Regions from separate parts of the Mus musculus genome. Here regions 2, 3 and 4 are each linked to region 1. The links are chromatin contacts, called in public Hi-C, Micro-C and promoter capture Hi-C maps. All regions are on one chromosome and are shown on one strand. Each heading gives the region's core, a stretch centred on a gene start, on an enhancer-like site or on the middle of the called end of the contact. The rest is flanking DNA. Distances are from core to core; before and after follow the strand shown. Region 1 holds the start of Olfml2b (olfactomedin-like 2B). Region 2 holds the start of Dusp12 (dual specificity phosphatase 12). Region 3 overlaps Atf6 (activating transcription factor 6). Region 4 overlaps Atf6 (activating transcription factor 6).

Evidence for each region. Hi-C and Micro-C count contacts between places; a contact is called where the count stands out from the background. Capture Hi-C pulls out chosen DNA fragments and counts their contacts.
Region 2: a contact with region 1 is called in a promoter capture Hi-C map of adipose tissue. The contact joins the promoter of Dusp12 here to the promoter of Olfml2b in region 1. A contact is called at or near these places in 13 of 39 promoter capture datasets (the C10 cell line, the HPC-7 cell line, HPC-7-derived erythroid cells and 9 more), 1 of 15 datasets of contacts at CTCF or cohesin (the NIH/3T3 cell line), 6 of 484 Hi-C or Micro-C datasets (the Ba/F3 cell line, the N1E-115 cell line, bone marrow-derived macrophages and 3 more), 3 of 115 datasets of contacts at active chromatin or transcription factors (embryonic midbrain, extraembryonic endoderm stem cells and trophoblast stem cells) and 4 of 9 other capture datasets (adipose tissue, embryonic stem cells, liver and 1 more).
Region 3: a contact with region 1 is called in a Micro-C map of the HL-1 cell line, with 4 times the contacts expected there. The contact joins the enhancer-like site here to the promoter of Olfml2b in region 1. A contact is called at or near these places in 15 of 39 promoter capture datasets (the C10 cell line, the HPC-7 cell line, HPC-7-derived erythroid cells and 12 more), 5 of 15 datasets of contacts at CTCF or cohesin (the NIH/3T3 cell line, large pre-B cells, pro-B cells and 1 more), 118 of 484 Hi-C or Micro-C datasets (the 63-12 cell line, the AML12 cell line, B cells and 76 more), 16 of 115 datasets of contacts at active chromatin or transcription factors (the 230-238 cell line, the HPC-7 cell line, PVALB interneurons and 12 more) and 5 of 9 other capture datasets (adipose tissue, embryonic stem cells, liver and 2 more).
Region 4: a contact with region 1 is called in a Hi-C map of embryonic fibroblasts, with 1.9 times the contacts expected there. The contact joins the enhancer-like site here to the promoter of Olfml2b in region 1. A contact is called at or near these places in 19 of 39 promoter capture datasets (the 3T3-L1 cell line, the C10 cell line, the HPC-7 cell line and 12 more), 13 of 484 Hi-C or Micro-C datasets (the C2C12 cell line, the HPC-7 cell line, bone marrow-derived dendritic cells and 10 more), 5 of 115 datasets of contacts at active chromatin or transcription factors (the 230-238 cell line, bone marrow-derived macrophages, cardiomyocytes and 2 more) and 5 of 9 other capture datasets (adipose tissue, embryonic stem cells, liver and 2 more).

The regions. Positions count from the first base shown.
Region 1 is chr1:170,642,477-170,646,304 of GRCm38.p6, reverse strand. Olfml2b (olfactomedin-like 2B) reads right to left here and starts at 1,773. Exons shown (of 8, transcript NM_177068.4): 1 at 1,210-1,773. The coding sequence starts at 1,383.
Region 2 is chr1:170,883,488-170,887,315 of GRCm38.p6, reverse strand. It overlaps Dusp12 (dual specificity phosphatase 12), which reads left to right and starts at 1,776. Exons shown (of 6, transcript NM_023173.2): 1 at 1,776-2,249. The coding sequence starts at 1,909.
Region 3 is chr1:170,827,906-170,831,733 of GRCm38.p6, reverse strand. All of the region lies in intron 7 of Atf6 (activating transcription factor 6), which reads left to right. Among named protein-coding and RNA genes, the nearest start is that of Gm25235, 3.1 kb to the left of the region's middle. Within about 2 kb of position 2,168, at least 18 of the 459 cell types and tissues checked have an H3K27ac peak or open chromatin away from gene starts, as enhancers often do. A contact at or near this core is called in the HL-1 cell line, the NIH/3T3 cell line, the SN4741 cell line and 4 more, where this site is marked.
Region 4 is chr1:170,789,957-170,793,784 of GRCm38.p6, reverse strand. The region is part of intron 12 of Atf6 (activating transcription factor 6); the gene reads left to right. Among named protein-coding and RNA genes, the nearest start is that of Gm23523, 40 kb to the right of the region's middle. Within about 2 kb of position 2,039, at least 28 of the 459 cell types and tissues checked have an H3K27ac peak or open chromatin away from gene starts, as enhancers often do. A contact at or near this core is called in the C2C12 cell line and embryonic fibroblasts, where this site is marked.

The DNA.
Region 1 (3,828 bases), core at 524-3,023:
GGGTCAGTATGAGGTTATGGGTGGGCATAGGGCATATGTTAGCATAATTATTAAAAGAAGAAACCAGCGTTTGATCAACCCCAAAGTAGGGCTGACAGCTCTCTCTACGGAGAGAGAAGACCCAGACTGAGGGCCTGGAGGAGGTACAGGCAACGCACTCAGCATCCTTCCTCGGACAGTATCCATCCCAAGGACCAAGGAGACGCCCACTGTACACCAGCATGCCAGCTTTGGAAAGCAGGAGTGCCACATAAGTGTGAGAAGCGTCCCTTACAGTCCTGAGAAGCAGGCTGGAGCATGCTGGAAGCCAGGCTCTCCCTCTTTCCCTTTTAGCTTCTGCTCTTCATCTCTGAGAGGGCTGGTAATCAGGGTGTTCTGAGGACTGAGTTAGTTCATAAACGGACACACTACAGCACGAATCACCATCCTGGGTCGCTTGGCCCCCTCTGGGAATCAGCCACAACTGTGTGGCTCGGCACTGACACTCCACTCCAGGTACACCAGGTCTTAACATAAATCCCTCTGTTTTGGAGTCCCCCTCATAAGCATCACACATGTAGCACATCACACACTCTGTCTTCACCAAGTGCTTCTGTCCGAGTGTCTCCTCTGAAGCCATAAACCACCTCCCATGGCTTATACCTATCCCATCTGCCTCCTTTCCAACTTGTCCTCCTGTTTACACATTCCAATTCTGACAGGCAGTCTCATAGGCAAGAGGGACTTTTCACAACCATTACATCACACACACACACACACACACACACACACACACACACACACACACACACACACACACACACCCCTTTCTTCTCAGTGGTATTTTCCTTTCCTCTCCTTTCTCCTGACTTGGTAAGCCTGAAACACTCCACAGTTGTGACCCATGCCCTTACTTTTTAACACAGTACTTTAACACAACCCAACAAAACTAAAGTCAGGGCTGTAGAATCTCCACTCTTAGTGCAGGTAAGAGGGACCAGAAGTTCAAGACTAGCCTCAGCTATAAAGTGAGCTGGAAGCCAGCCTGGTCTACGAGAAAGCCTGTCCAACACCAAACGAGCAATATAGTGTGATAAACTAAAAGTGAACATCCACTTCACTAAAAATACAGAGAAAAACAGCTGCTCATAAATCTTTCATCCAGGACCAGCCTCAGGTCCTTGAGGTCCCCCAAGGCAAGAGGGGTGGGCACGCGATTCCTCATCCTACCTGAGATAAAACGTTCTCCTGGTTGTCCGCCTCGTTTTGCAGAATGTCATCTTCCGTGGGCTCCACTGTTTGCACATCAGGGGGCTCGCTTGTCCCTGTGGGAGGTGTAGTGGACCCCCAGACCTGTGCCACCACCAGAGCAAAGCAGAGAACCAATGGCAGGGGATAGGCCATGAGAGATGCGACAGTAGGGACTTTAGTCCCTACAGAGACCACCTTGGGTCGGAGGTCTCAGCAAAGACAGGCTGGAAGGCGGCTTCACTGGAGTCCGGAAGAGTAGATGTTCAGAGAACCGTCTAACGTCTAAAGCTGGGTGTGGCTGAGTGGAGCAGGACTGTGCTCCCCAGAGACCCTGAACATCTCCTCCCAGACCCCAGCAGCTTAGACTGTGCAGAGAGGACACAAGAAAGAGGTGACTGAGGGAGCAGAGGAGGGCGCCGGCTCGACGAGGGCAAGCCGCAGCAGCGTGAGCTCAGGTGGAAGGCTAGCGCCGGGAAACTCGGGACACCCGGAGACTGGGCGCAAGATGGACAGTGGCCACAGCGCAGGAGGCAAGGGAGGGCTGCTGGCCCAGGGCGCCGCGGGGCTGGCGCGGAGGGAGGGCGGAGCCTCTATTGTGCCGGGCAGAAAGATGCAGCCAGTGACGGCCCGGAGGAGGAGGACCGGGAAGCGCACAGACTTGGGCGCTGCGCCCGGGGACCCCGCCTCCTCTAGGGTTCAGCCACTGCGCTTAAGCGGGCGCCGGCTGGCGTGGGAAGGGCGCTGCTGGCCTTGCATCTGATTGTAAATGGTCATCCGAGAGGGACTCCGTGTGCCTTTTCTCGAGTTTTCTTCACGCCCGAGCTCCGGGGGAGCCCTGACTTGCTCCCTGGACTGCAACCGGGACAGCGGAGAAACACGACCTCTTCTCTTGAAGTGTTTTATTGTTGTTGGTTTTTGTTTTGTTTTGTTTTGTTTTCCGGAACTTGACTCCATCTGGAGTACGGGAAGCTTTGAACTTACGAACAATTGTAATCTTCATGTCTGCTACAACCCTAGAACCTGATAATACCCCCACCCAGAGGATGCATCTTGAACCTCTGACAGAATGTGGAGGGAGTTGGATACATTTTTAAAATATGGAGAGTGGCTACAGGTCTCTGCTGTCTCTGCTGTTCTGTTTGTCCTAGTGACTTCCCAGAATCAAACGCCTACCACAGGGAATGTCTCTTGCAGTCTCCGTGGTTTGGGACAAATGGACAGGCCTCTCTATCTGGCCAGATAATCTCTAAAGGGTATATACATGTAATGGTGCGGTCCTCTTTTGGGCTCTTTAATTAGTGACCCTGAATATGCCTACTATGAAGATTAACAATGTGTCACTTTTGGAAAGAGCATTAAGTCTTCTGGGACAATTGCCACTCTGAAATACTCAGCAGAGTCAGGTCGATTCTGAGGGGCTCTAGCAGAGCTGAGCATGGCAGGCATGGCTCTGGCAGGCCTTGCCTTCTCCTAGCCCATCTTCCTTGTTAAAAACCGTTCCATTACATTCCTAAAGCCAGCCACCAAGATCTAGTCCCCCTTTTGGCCGACTCCTGCCCCCTGAGGCTATTAAGGGCCCCTCCCTTTGGCTGCCCTAATTAATCTGTACAATCAAAAATAAACCCCTCATCTAAACAGGGGACTTCCCCTTTACCTTTATAAACTGTCATTTGCCTATGTGCCACATCTGCCTCCTCTCTATCCAGAGGCAGTGTTCCTTTCCCCTTCTCCTTCATTCTCTATCACCTGACTTGTATTCCCTGCCCTTTGTTCCTTGGGGGCAAATAAATCTCCTTTGGGCTGAGAACTTGGTCTTGGGATGTCTTGTGCTGGATGCATATCAATCCCTTCAAATGCAAAGACCTAAAAGATATTCTACCCCCTAGAGAAATCTGAATACTTTGTTCCTAATGCTAAGCAAAGAGGTTGGGATAATGAAAGTAATAAATCAAGCAAAAGCAGACTCCAGCTTAGATATGATAGTTGATAGAAGTGTAATGTTACCATTTAGTATTACTAATATTATCATTTCTTGATAGGGATACAACTCAGAGACTCCAGGATCCTAGACAAGCTTTCTGACACCGAGCCACTCCCTTGAACCTAATAATAACAATAATTACTATTTTCTTAAAAAGAGAAAAGTTTGTGGAGAGAAATCCAAGTCTCTAGATGCAGGAATGCTACACATATACCTTTCTACGAACACTATCAAATCTTGTATGAAACTAAGTGGGGAGGTGGTGGTTAATACTATATATGTAGTAATACTATATATGTAGTAATACTATATATGTAGTAATACTATATATGTAGTAATACTATATATGTAGTAATACTATATATGTAGTAATACTATATATGTAGTAATACTATATATGTAGTAATACTATATATGTAGTAATACTATATATGTAGTAATACTATATATGTAGTAATACTATATATGTAGTTTACAAAAATGTTGAGGGGCTGGAGAGATGCCTCAGCAATTAAGAGCACTGACTGCTCTTCCAGAGGTCCTGAGCTCAATTCTCAGCAACCACATGGTGGCTCACGACCATCTGTATGAGATCCAATGCCCTCTGCTGTTGTGTC
Region 2 (3,828 bases), core at 527-3,026, 240 kb before region 1:
ACTAAGTAGTAGCACACCCTTTTGGAGCAGATCTCTGCAGATCCATGAAGATCTTGTCGTGTTGCTATATAGACAAATAGATAACTTAAGTCTTCATGATGATCCTATAGGAATTCCTAAAATTATATCTGATTATTAAGCTCTTTTATAACAGGACTGCTGTTAGGTCCTTTTCTGATAGTCAAAGCTGCAATGAGAAATCTGTCATTCTCCCAAGTATCACCAGTTAATTGCTCTTAGATGGTAACCAGACCTTCTCCTACTCAGAGCACATTCCAAGAGGTTGTAAAACAATTAACCAAAGGTCATTAAAAGGCAACTAACAATTTATTGTAGGTGCTAGGACAGAAGATAAAATACCAACTGGGCTTATCTATACAAACCTTCACTTTATAACTTATGGATTTAAACCTTCAGTGAACCTGTGGAGCTGAGACAGGTGATCGATGTTTAGCTAGATAATCACTCCTAATGGATATGCATGTAAACATTCTCTGCTGTAAACTTCTATTTCAATTTATGATTTGATTTTTTGTGTGAACTTGTGATGAACTTGTAACATGTGATCATGTATTCTGGAAGACGTATAAGTACCAAGGACAAAGAGACACGAAAGAATCATAGAGAACTAAGATCAATGGAGAGCTAAGATCAATAGAGGAGACTTTTTTGCCTTTCCCCACTTAGACTAGATTCTTTTCCCTTTCCCCACTTAGAGAATTTTTCCCTTTACCCACTCAGGATCTTTCTGCTTTTCCCCTTAGATAGCTTTCATAGGAAACTTTTTACAACTTGGTAATAAACTCTATAATTATTTATCTAAGTGTCTTCTCTTCCTGAGACCGGACTAGCAGGCTGAAAGTTAGAGCCCAGCAGTTCCTGCTGAGATAGACATATCTATCTATCTCTCTTGTGGCTTGAAGAAGAGGTGCTAGTTGCCAGAAACTGTAGTTTCTGGCCTCAGAGGATCACAGAAGGCAGATCAGCTACAACAGCACGGTAACTTAGGCTTAGATAAGTAAACGCTTTATTATACAGCATCCCTAAATATCTCAACAAAGTCCTACCCTCCGCCTAAGCTCTTCCCTCTCTACCCCAAAAGCCTCAAGAAGAACATCCCACTCCAGAGCTGCCCCCATCTCTCCCTCTCCCTCCCTCCCTCACTTCTCTTTCTGCCGCCACCTCCCTCCCATCCCCCAATAAAATTCTTACACGTGGAACTGTTTGGGCCCAGTGTACTGTGTTCAGACTCGAGCCTCTATTTTAACACATCAGTTATCACAGCTAATATCCACATATAAGCTTATACATACCAGATTTGTCTTTCAGGGTCTGGGTTACCTCACTCAGAATGATTTTTTTTTCCCGAGTTTCATCCATTTATCTGCAAATTTTATTTTTTTTTTTTAAAATGGCTGAGTAATACCTTATTGTGTGAATGTACCACATTTTCTTTATTCAGTCTTCTGTTGTACATCTAGGTTGTTTCCAATTTCTGGCTATTATGAGGCATCAATAGGCAACATGGTTGGGCAAATGTCTCAAATGGTAGGAAGAGTGGCTTTGCTGGATCTTGAGATAGATTCCCATTTTCCTGAGGAACCTCCAAGCTGATTTCCATAGTGACTGTACAAGTTTGTGGTCCTACCAGCAACGGATGAATGGAGACTTTATTTTTCTGCCTTGGACTTTAGAAGGTTGGGTGGAAAAGCTGCTCTAAATGGAGCTTATTTAAGCACACAGCCCGAGCACGGCTCACATCACCTTCCCCAGAAGCAGTCATTTTCCCTATTGCCATGGTCCTCCCACGGCGCTGCTGAGCGGCTGGAGCTATTCCGACACAGGAGTCAGTCACTCTAGCCGGTGACTTGGTGGCGGGCAGCGGCTGCCTGGCTTCCTGGCTCTGCCATGTTGGAAGCGCAGGGTTCTAACCATGGCTGCGAGCGCCAGGCTCCGACTGCCAGTCCCGCCAGCTCGGCAGGGCACGCCGTGGAAGTGCGGCCCGGGCTGTATCTGGGTGGGGCAGCGGCAGTGGCGGAACCGGGCCATCTGAGGGAGGCGGGCATCACCGCCGTGCTGACGGTGGACTCTGAACCGGCTTTCCCGGCTGGGGCTGGGTTCGAAGGTCTCCGGAGCCTCTTCGTGCCGGCGCTGGACAAACCCGAGACCGACCTGCTCAGCCACCTGGATCGCTGCGTGGCCTTCATCGGCCAGGCTCGCTCCGAAGGCCGCGCGGTGTTGGTGCACTGGTGAGTGCCACGTGCAGGGGGGCGGTGCCTTGCACCGGGTCTCGCCTCTCTGCAGAGGCGCCCAAAAGTGGAGGTTCCAGGCTGTCAGAGCCAAGACCCTCGTTCCTCATCTTCCCTTGGGGTGTGTGGTTCCAATGAGGGTTCCAAAACCCGCCCTTGGTTAGTGTTTTGTTTGATTTCATCTTGCAGCAACTGTCTGTCTGTCTGTGCATCCATCTATCCGTCCATTCGTCCATCGTTCTATCTGCTTGTCTATATTTTGGGGGTTAGGTTAAAGTTTATCAGATTTGTAAGAGAAGTCAGACACTCAAGCCGGCGAATGTAATACAGGTCAGATGTATTGGGGTGAAAATACGTGATACTTCCTCGCCCTAAAGGCCACTGTGATTAACAAGGGAAAAACATGTGACTTTTTGTTTTTTGAGACTGGGTCTTACTGTATAGATCTGGCAGGCCTGGAACTCGCTATGTAGAGCAGGCTGGCTTCAAAAAGCACAGATGTCCACCTGCTTCTGTCCAGAGGGCTGCACACCTTGAGTGTGAAACCATGCTGGAGGATTTTTAATCAAAGTTATACGTGACGGGCAAGTTTAGAGAAACATTCACGGACCAAAGGAAAACTGTACTGACTGGTTTTGTGAGTCAACTTGATACAGGCTGGAGTTATCACAGAGAAAGGAGCTTCAGTTGGGGAAGTGCCTCCATGAGATCCAGCTGTGGGGCATTTTCTCAATTAGTGATCAAGGTCCCACCCACCTGGGCTGGTAGTCTTGGGTTCTATAAGAAAGCAAGCCAGGGAAAGCAAGCCAGTAAGGAACATCCCTCCATGGCCTCTGCATCAGCTCCTGCTTCCTGACCTGCTTGGGTTCCAGTCCCGACTTCCTTGGTGATGAACAGCAGCATGGAAGTGTAAGCTGAATAAACCCTTTCCTCCCCAACTTGCTTCTTGGTCATGATGTTTGTGCAGGAATAGAAACCCTGACTAAGACAAAAACGGTTCACATTCTTGGAATAATTAAGACTGGACAGTTGTATAGAAAAGTGATTGAGGCTGGGCGGTGGTGGCGCACGCCTTTAATCCCAGCACTGGGGAGGCAGAGGCAGAGGCAGGCGGACTTCTGAGTTCGAGGCCAGCCTGGTCTACAAAGTGAGTTCCAGGACAGCCAGGGCTATACAGAGAAACCCTGCCTCGGAAACAAAAACAAACCAAAAAACCAAAAATGAAATAAAATAAAAAATAAAGAAAGAAAAAAAAAAGAGGTTGGACAAGAGGAGTGTGACATAATGCTTAGCGAATGAGCCAGGAAAGTCAGCCTGACCTGTATTGAGCTGTTTCTTCTGGTGTATAGGCAAAGCCCTTTCTGGAATTATTGTCTTAGGATATATCAGACTAAATAGATCCGAGAATTGATTTGTCTTGCTAGCATGTTAGGCAAACATTCTGTTACTGTGGCGGCATAGCCCTAATCTTAAGAGAATGCCTTTGTGGCGGGTTCTTAGTAAGGTGGAGGAAAGTTAGAGTGATATTTTTCTCTCCATATTTTTGTTGTTTTTGTTTTTGAGATGGAAGGTTTGCTGT
Region 3 (3,828 bases), core at 919-3,418, 190 kb before region 1:
TATACCAGGGCAGTCGTTCCACATGACAGGGGATAGGCGCTGGTTCTAATACCAGGCTTTCAGTTCCATTCCTTCTGGGGAGACCCCTTAGGAGATTCAGTGCTGAAGGGGAGTGAGACTGTGGGGCTGTCAGGGACAAGGGTTCAGGGATTTGTCCCCTTCCTTGCAGTGTAAAAGTAGCATTTTAACTTCCTGACTGGCTTTCTGGAGTACATGAAGTGGGTAAGGAAGGGCATTGGGTGACTGCTGTGTACACAGGGCTTGGGTTTAAGGTCTAAGAAAGGAAAGGTGTTGAAGAGGAAGAGGTAGGGCACACAGAATTTAACTTAAAACCCGACTCAGGAAACAGAACTTATTCCTCTAGCAGGGATTCCCTGTCCTGGCTTCCAGCTGTGGCCTTTGCTTCTCCAACAATTCAAAGATCCCTTCAAATATCTTCTGAATAATTTTGAAATTAGGAGTTTGGCATTTTTTGTGTGTGTGATATTCCCGAATGAAACTAACAGTAGAAAACATTTGACATTACCTTAGAACTTTAAGTAGAATGATAGTATGGTGTAGTTGTTAAATATTAACATAGTCATATTTTTTTTTAACAATTATAATATCCCAAGTGTTTAGAATTCCAGAGGAACAAAAGATGGGAAAGGTTTCTAAAAACTGAGGGCTGGAAATGTGGTCCGTAGCACAGTGCTTGCTTGGCATGCACAGGCCCTAGGTTCAATCTTTAGTACCCGTCCCATCCCCAAGAGACCATGCCATAGAAGACTGTTTAAGGATTGTAGTGATTCAGTACATTAAAAGAGAAGACTGAAGGTAGACAAAGGAGCTATCTGTTAGGAAAGGTAGGGTGTCATGTGGACAACAGAATTCTTCTGGGTTATTCCAGTGGGTCATCTGGAACAGGTGCAGGTAAGTGATAGAAAGAGCTCTTCAAATCCTAAGCTTGTAGATACAGACATTATGTTTAGATACTGGAGGCCAGTTTTCTTTTTAGACTGTGATTAATAGGCAGCTGAATGCTGACAGTGATGGATTCCCTGAACCATTTGTAATCTCCAAACAAATTCAGTTAATTGCATGTTGGTCTGTTAGCCAGACATCTTTCATTGGTTGTTTGATGTGAAAGAACATATGTTCTGCTTTTGCAGTATTTAGAGGACTCTGGGAAGTTTTGAGTAACTTGCTGACAAAGTCTTAGTAAACACCTTAGTTAGGATGTTTGAGATGAGAGTGTATCTGTATTGATGAGTGTTATCTTTTATTGTTAGTAGTATTGGCTCTGATTCAGAAATTAGAGCTGACAGAATTATAAAAGGGATATTGATGTAGTCTGTGTTTAATATAAGAGACCAAAAGACTATTAGGATGATCTTCCAGTTAAACAGAATCGCAGTTTCTGAGCTGTTTTCATTTATAGCATAGCAGGGTATCTTAGTCACTGTTCTATTGCTGTGAAGAGGCACCATGACCAAAGCAACTCGTATAAGAGAAAACATTTAAGTGGAGTCTTGCTTACAGTTTCAGAGGTTTAGTCCATTATCATCATGGCAGGCAGCATGGTGGCATGCAGGCAGACATGGTGCTGAAGAAGTAGCTGAAAGCTATATCCTGAGAGAGAAGTGGGTCTAGAATGGGCTTCAGTGACACACTTTCTCTAATAAGGTCACACCTCTTAATCTTTCTCAAATAGTGCCACTCCCTGGTGACTAAGCATTCAAATATAGGAGTCTTTGAGAGGGGCATGGTAGAGGTGGGAAGGGGGAGGCCTTGTTATTCAAACCACCACATAGGAAATGAGTCAAGACTTTTCAATGTGAGTTTTTCATATTTCTTTGAGGTAGAAAAGCATTAGTCTGCTAATCTTCCCAAGGCACCCAAAGTAAAGCCTGCTCTAGAAGGAGCTGTAGAGAGGACTGAGCCACCGGAACAGCCTCTATGTTAGTAGCATGCATATGTTTTTTAAGTCTCCTTAAATGTGAGTTAGTGTAGTTAGTCTTGATTCAAAATGTATCCCTCAGTTTTTCATGTCGTGCCATTTTTGTGCTTTTAAACCATATGGTGGAAAAGTTGTAATTCAGAAAACTACTATCAGTCTTTCGTGGCTTTGTAATGTTGACATGGCTACTCATTCCCTACCTGTTTTGAATTCTTTTGTTTGGCAAGCCGCATTCTCTAGGGGCCAGCTACCGCCATACGTAGCGTTGCTAGCATACCATCTTCTGCAGACTACATTAAGTGCCACATTTTCTGTTATGAAACAGTTTGCCTGGCTCAGATTATAATTTCAGTCTTCCTGCCTTTGCTGGTAAATCTGTTATGTTTAACTCTTGGAAACCTTACCTACATTTTCAAGAAGTACAGTTTGGTTTTAGCTCTGATCCTGATGAAAAAAATAGACATTTTATTTTAGTATAGACATTCTCTATGTACTCTGTTAAATGAAATTCTGGAATTATAAAGTTGGCTTGGTAGAGAGCATGGGTATCTTTCTGTTGAAGGGCAGTTGAATGTTGCCAGGTGTGAGGTTAGGCTGGAGCATTCTGTTTAAGTCTGTTACATTGTTTCCATCTCTTCTCCTCTCAACAGTTCATGAGCCCTAATCACCTTAATTTAGGATTTTAAAATTATGAGATTTGAGTTACTGGGATAAAGGACCATGAAAAATGTGGTGAAATTATATTCTATATATTTTATAGTGGACCAACATAGCTGAGAGTTTTACTGAAATTCATTGCCTGGAACAATGGAAAGGAAAAGATCATGAATTAGTACAGAACTAGAAAGAACCTAAGAGGTGAGAGTGATTGACACTGTGTTGCTAGAGGCCCTAGCCGTTTCTCCCTGCCTACCCATTCACTCTATGGGACATCTATTAAACCCTTCTTCACTCTGCACACTTTCCAATCTTTTCTGATTGGAGACCTTGACACACAAACATGAACATTCATGGACACGTGTACACGTGTGTGCATGCACGCACACACACACACACCTTTCCAAGAGGGCTATCTTTTTTTGAACTCCTGTGTCAGGTCCACAGAGCTATCATGGAAAGAAGGTTACTAAGGTAGGGGAGAATTCCTTCCCACATGCCTGCGGGCATTAGGAATACTGAAAAGGGCATTCTCCAGTTCCAAATTGGATTTTGCATTTCTTTTCCTTTTCTCTTTAATTTTTTAAAAGAGCTATTTATTTATCCTATGTATATGAGTACATTGTAACTGTCTGTAGACTCACCTGAAGAGGGCATCAGATCCCATTACAGTTGGTTGCTGAGAATTGAACTCAGGACCTCTGGAAGAGCAGCCACTGCTCTAGCCAAGCTATCTCTCCAGCTTGTATTATGATTCCTTTTTTTCTAGAAATGGTATTAAAAAGTTCGAGATTTCGGGTGTTAGGTTGAAGTGCTGTGGATGTGCTCTTTTCATCCAATGGACAAATATGAACTTGGAAGTCTTCCATTTTTACAGCAAGGTGGAAGCAGCCCTTCTCCTTTACCAGAGGGACTCTGTAGCTCCTCTTTCAAAGTTTCTGTAGGGAGCATGACACCAAGAAATGACTGGTTAACTCCCGTCACAGATGGTTATAACTTTGCATTCTTAGCTTGTCCAGTAAGGAATAAAGCTCACTAGAGACCCCCCTTGAAGGATGTTTCTCAAGAACGATGTAATTCTACAGTCTATTTACAATGTAAAGTAACGGGCACTCTACTTGTGTTCTTTTTCAGAAACCAAATCAAACCTCTAAACACTAAACATCCAAGGTCCTCTTTTAGGGCTAAATGTGAATTGGCTCTCCTTTTATCCTATCTTAAATCAGAGAGAG
Region 4 (3,828 bases), core at 790-3,289, 150 kb before region 1:
CTCTTCTCTCTCTCTCTAGCAGGCAGGGTACTGTATCAAAGTCATTAACTCTGGCTGTTAGAACAGCCTCAGCGTCTTTGTAGCTGGATGAGATAGAAAGTCATCTCTTACTTCATAGCTCTAGGCTTTAGGAGGAATCACAATGAAATAGCTTCCAGGCCAGGGAATGTAAATGCAAATGTTGAAGCCCCAGGACAGATCAGTTTGCATATTTACAGAAGCTCAAGAAGTTGAGTAAAGCTGGGGGTTGCTGTGACTGAGGGGAGAGTGGTCAGATCTGAGAGAGCTTAGCGAACGCTAGGGCTCTGGTCTGAACTTCAGATTTCATTCTAGGCATGAAGGACACCACTATTTGGTGAGGGGAATGACTTGATCTGATTTATATATTTGAAAAGTCTTTTTGGCTAGGACTGGTAGAGCTCATTAGTGAATTTGGGAGCAGGATTGTTGACTTCCAGGCTAGCCTGAAATATATAGTGAGACTTTGCCTAAAAATGAAAAAGAAAGAGGAAACAAAAATGATCATTCTAGGTGCTACACAAAGCAGACTGATGGGGAGTGGGAGTGGGTGTAGGCAGGTCAGGTAAACTGCATTCCAGTGGTCTAGATGGGAGGAGATCTTTGGGTCTATTCTTCTGTGTTAGATATGAAGGGGTAGGAAGGAATGGAGACCTAAATATATTTGAAAGTAAAACTGTTAAGGAATTGCTGCTATAAAATAAAAAGGAATTGGTGATAATTTCTGTGTCTTAGGTGCTGGATTAATACTGATGCCATTTATAGAGACAGAAACTGGGGGAGGAGTTAGAGACAGGAGTTAAGAGCTTTAGATACAGATTTTAGACAGTCAGTTGAAGAAGTCCAGAAGACAGCCACATATCCAAGTCTGGACCGTAGGAGAGAAGTTGAGGCTAAATATTTAATTTGGGGTGCTACTTCCCAATGTGAAACTGAAGAGGAGAGAGAGTGTGATAAACTAGTGCAAGGCATTGCACATGTGTGGGCTACAAAGACCTCCCTTGGTGTCTGGACAGCAAGATGGAGGACAAGAAAGGGCAGTGTGGCTCCCATCCAAGCCGACAGGCTATGGGACAGTGAAGACAGTTACTATTAAATCTCACCATTCGAACCCCCCGGAGACCCTGGAGCCTCTTTTACTGTGTCTGTGATGACAGAAGCCCAGGGAAGGGAACGTGGGATGGTAACAGAAAAGTGGCAGTAATTGCTGCAGAGAATTCTCCAGGGATGGGGATAGAGAATAAGAGTCAAGAAGAAGGTTTGGTTTTAGGATGGAAAAAAATTTCATCTGCTTTCCCTGCTTGCCATAGGTGCTAATAGAAACATCTTGCTGAGCATGGTGGTACTCACATGGTGGCACTTGGCTTATATCCTAGCTCTTGAAGGGCAGGAGAAAGAGGCAGGCAGTATTCATGAGTTTGAGGCCAGCCTAGTCTACACAAGTTCTAAGCCAGCCAGGGCAACGTAGTGAGACCCTGTCATAAAAAGAAAGAAAGGGAAGCCGGGTTGAAGGAAGGATGTGACAGTAATTTGCATCTGAATTTTAGGCCATCTTGGGCTACATAGTGAATTCCCAGCCAGTTTGGGTTGGAGAACTAGAGTGGAACTCTGCCTCAGGTTGGGGTAAGAGGTGGGGAAAGGGAGAGAGAAAGAGGGAGAGGGAGAGGGAGAGAGAGAATGAATGAGAATGACTGTGTTTGGGTGAGCAAGCTTAACTGTCTATTTGGAAACAGTACATAATATGTTTAGAAGCATAGTTGAGCTCATGTTGAGCCTTCTGAGGGTCTGTGACTGTGATTGCCCAGAATGGGCTTTTCTAGCCTGTTGCCTTCGGTGGCAGCTTTTTGGTTGTTAGTACTCCTTGAGGCTATAGTCAGTCACAGCCAGGGCTGTAAGGACCTGACCGACCCAAAGGTCGTCCTGCCATTATGCATGTATATCAGCTCCCTGCTCAGCCAGAGGGAAAGGAGACACTGCTTCCTATTTGGAGCAAGTTTATCTCACTGGCAGAGTCTAAATGATCCTAACCCCAGTGACAGAAGGTTCGAGTCACGTGGTTTTCAGCTTCCATTCTTTGCCGTATAGAGGAAGAGCATGGGAGTCAGAAATAGGTCACTGTCAGTAGATTATCTCACTAAGCTAATTTATGAAAATCAGATGATAATTCTTGGCCTAAATGGAGGGTTTTGTCTTGTCTTTATAATCTGTCACACTATTCTTTCCTGTTTTTCATAACTGTGAAAGGGTTTTTCTCTAATCCTGAAAGAATTCTAATGTAAGGGAAGTAATGCTGTCCTAATTTTAGCCCATTATTTATAGATTTGTAGTTTAGACTACAGCCCCTTTCTCTGCTATTTTGGGTACCTTTCTCTGTATTGGACACTTAGATAATAGTTCAGAAGTCTAGGAATCTTATCTATTACCGAAAAAGGAACGACATGGAAGAATCTGTATTTGTCTAAGTAAAGGAGGTTCTGGGCTAGCTAGGAGAGCAGTCATCTGATGTTATGTGATGTTAGTCATGTGATGTTAGCTGTAAAGCATGCAAGAATTCCTGTGGTCTCTGTCTTTGTGTTGGAAGCCTGCACCTGCTCTGCAGCTCCCCCACCCCCATTTCAACATTCTTCCCTCGTGAGTATTTATTTTAGATATAAAAAAAATGTCAGTCTTATAAAGTATTCTGTAAGCTTGGTAAACTGACATTTCTTTGAAATTTCTATTGCTTTATTAGAGTATCATGTCTTTGATTTGACTTGTTCCCTTTTATAGTCTTACCCTTTTTAGACTGGAGCTATTAGGAAAGATCAAGGGTGAGTGAAAAATGCCTTCTAAGATTAAGGCAAAGCAAAGGCACTGTAGGTAGACCACACTTGAAAGGACTGGTTTCAGGAGGCTGAACAATAAGAAATTCTAGATAGGCATGGCAGTGTCCTTCTCCAGGTCTCATGTTCAGGAGGCCAAAATAGGAGAATCATTTGCTTGAGACCATCCTGGGCCATATGACAAGACCCTCTTTTTTTTTTTTTTTAAGATTTATTTATTATTATACATAAGTACACTGTAGCTGACTTCAGATGCACCAGAAGAAGGCGTCAGATATCATTATGGGTGGTTGTGAGCCACCATGTGGTTGCTGGGATTTGAGCTCAGGACCTTCAGAAGAGCAGTCAGTGCTCTTACCTGCTGAGCCATCTCACCAGCCCAAGACCCTCTTATAAAGGGGAAAAATTCCAAAGCTTCTTAGACTAAGAAAACGATGCCAGATACAAGCCAATATTAGCAGGGAGGAAAAACAGCAGCATAGATAAATATCCCAGTAAAACTAACAGACTATAAAAAATAAAGTCACATACACAGAGAGAGAGAGAGAGAGAGAGAGAGAGAGAGAGAGAGAGAGAGAGAGAGAGAGAGAGAGAGAGAGAATCCCAGCAACTTTTATTTTTGCATTTTTAAAGCAGGAATAGAATCAGCTATGAAGTTATAACTTATAAGAATGCAAAGGGAGGGTCAGGTAGAATTATATAAATAAGTTGTTTGTTTATTTGAGATGGCTCTTACTAGGTAGCCCTGGCTGGCCTGGAACTTACTATTTAGATCATGCTGGCCTTGAGCTCAACAGAGATCTATCTGCCTCTGCCTTTTGAATGCTGGACTTGAAGCTAAGTCTTCTTACTGTGCAAATATTATTCCGAGGTAGGCTGAGATGATGTGACATGGAAGTAATGGACCTTGTATACATTATTTTTCCCTATACATATATAGCTAAGATAAAGGGTAATTTGTAAGTTAAGCACAGTAAGAGACAAACAA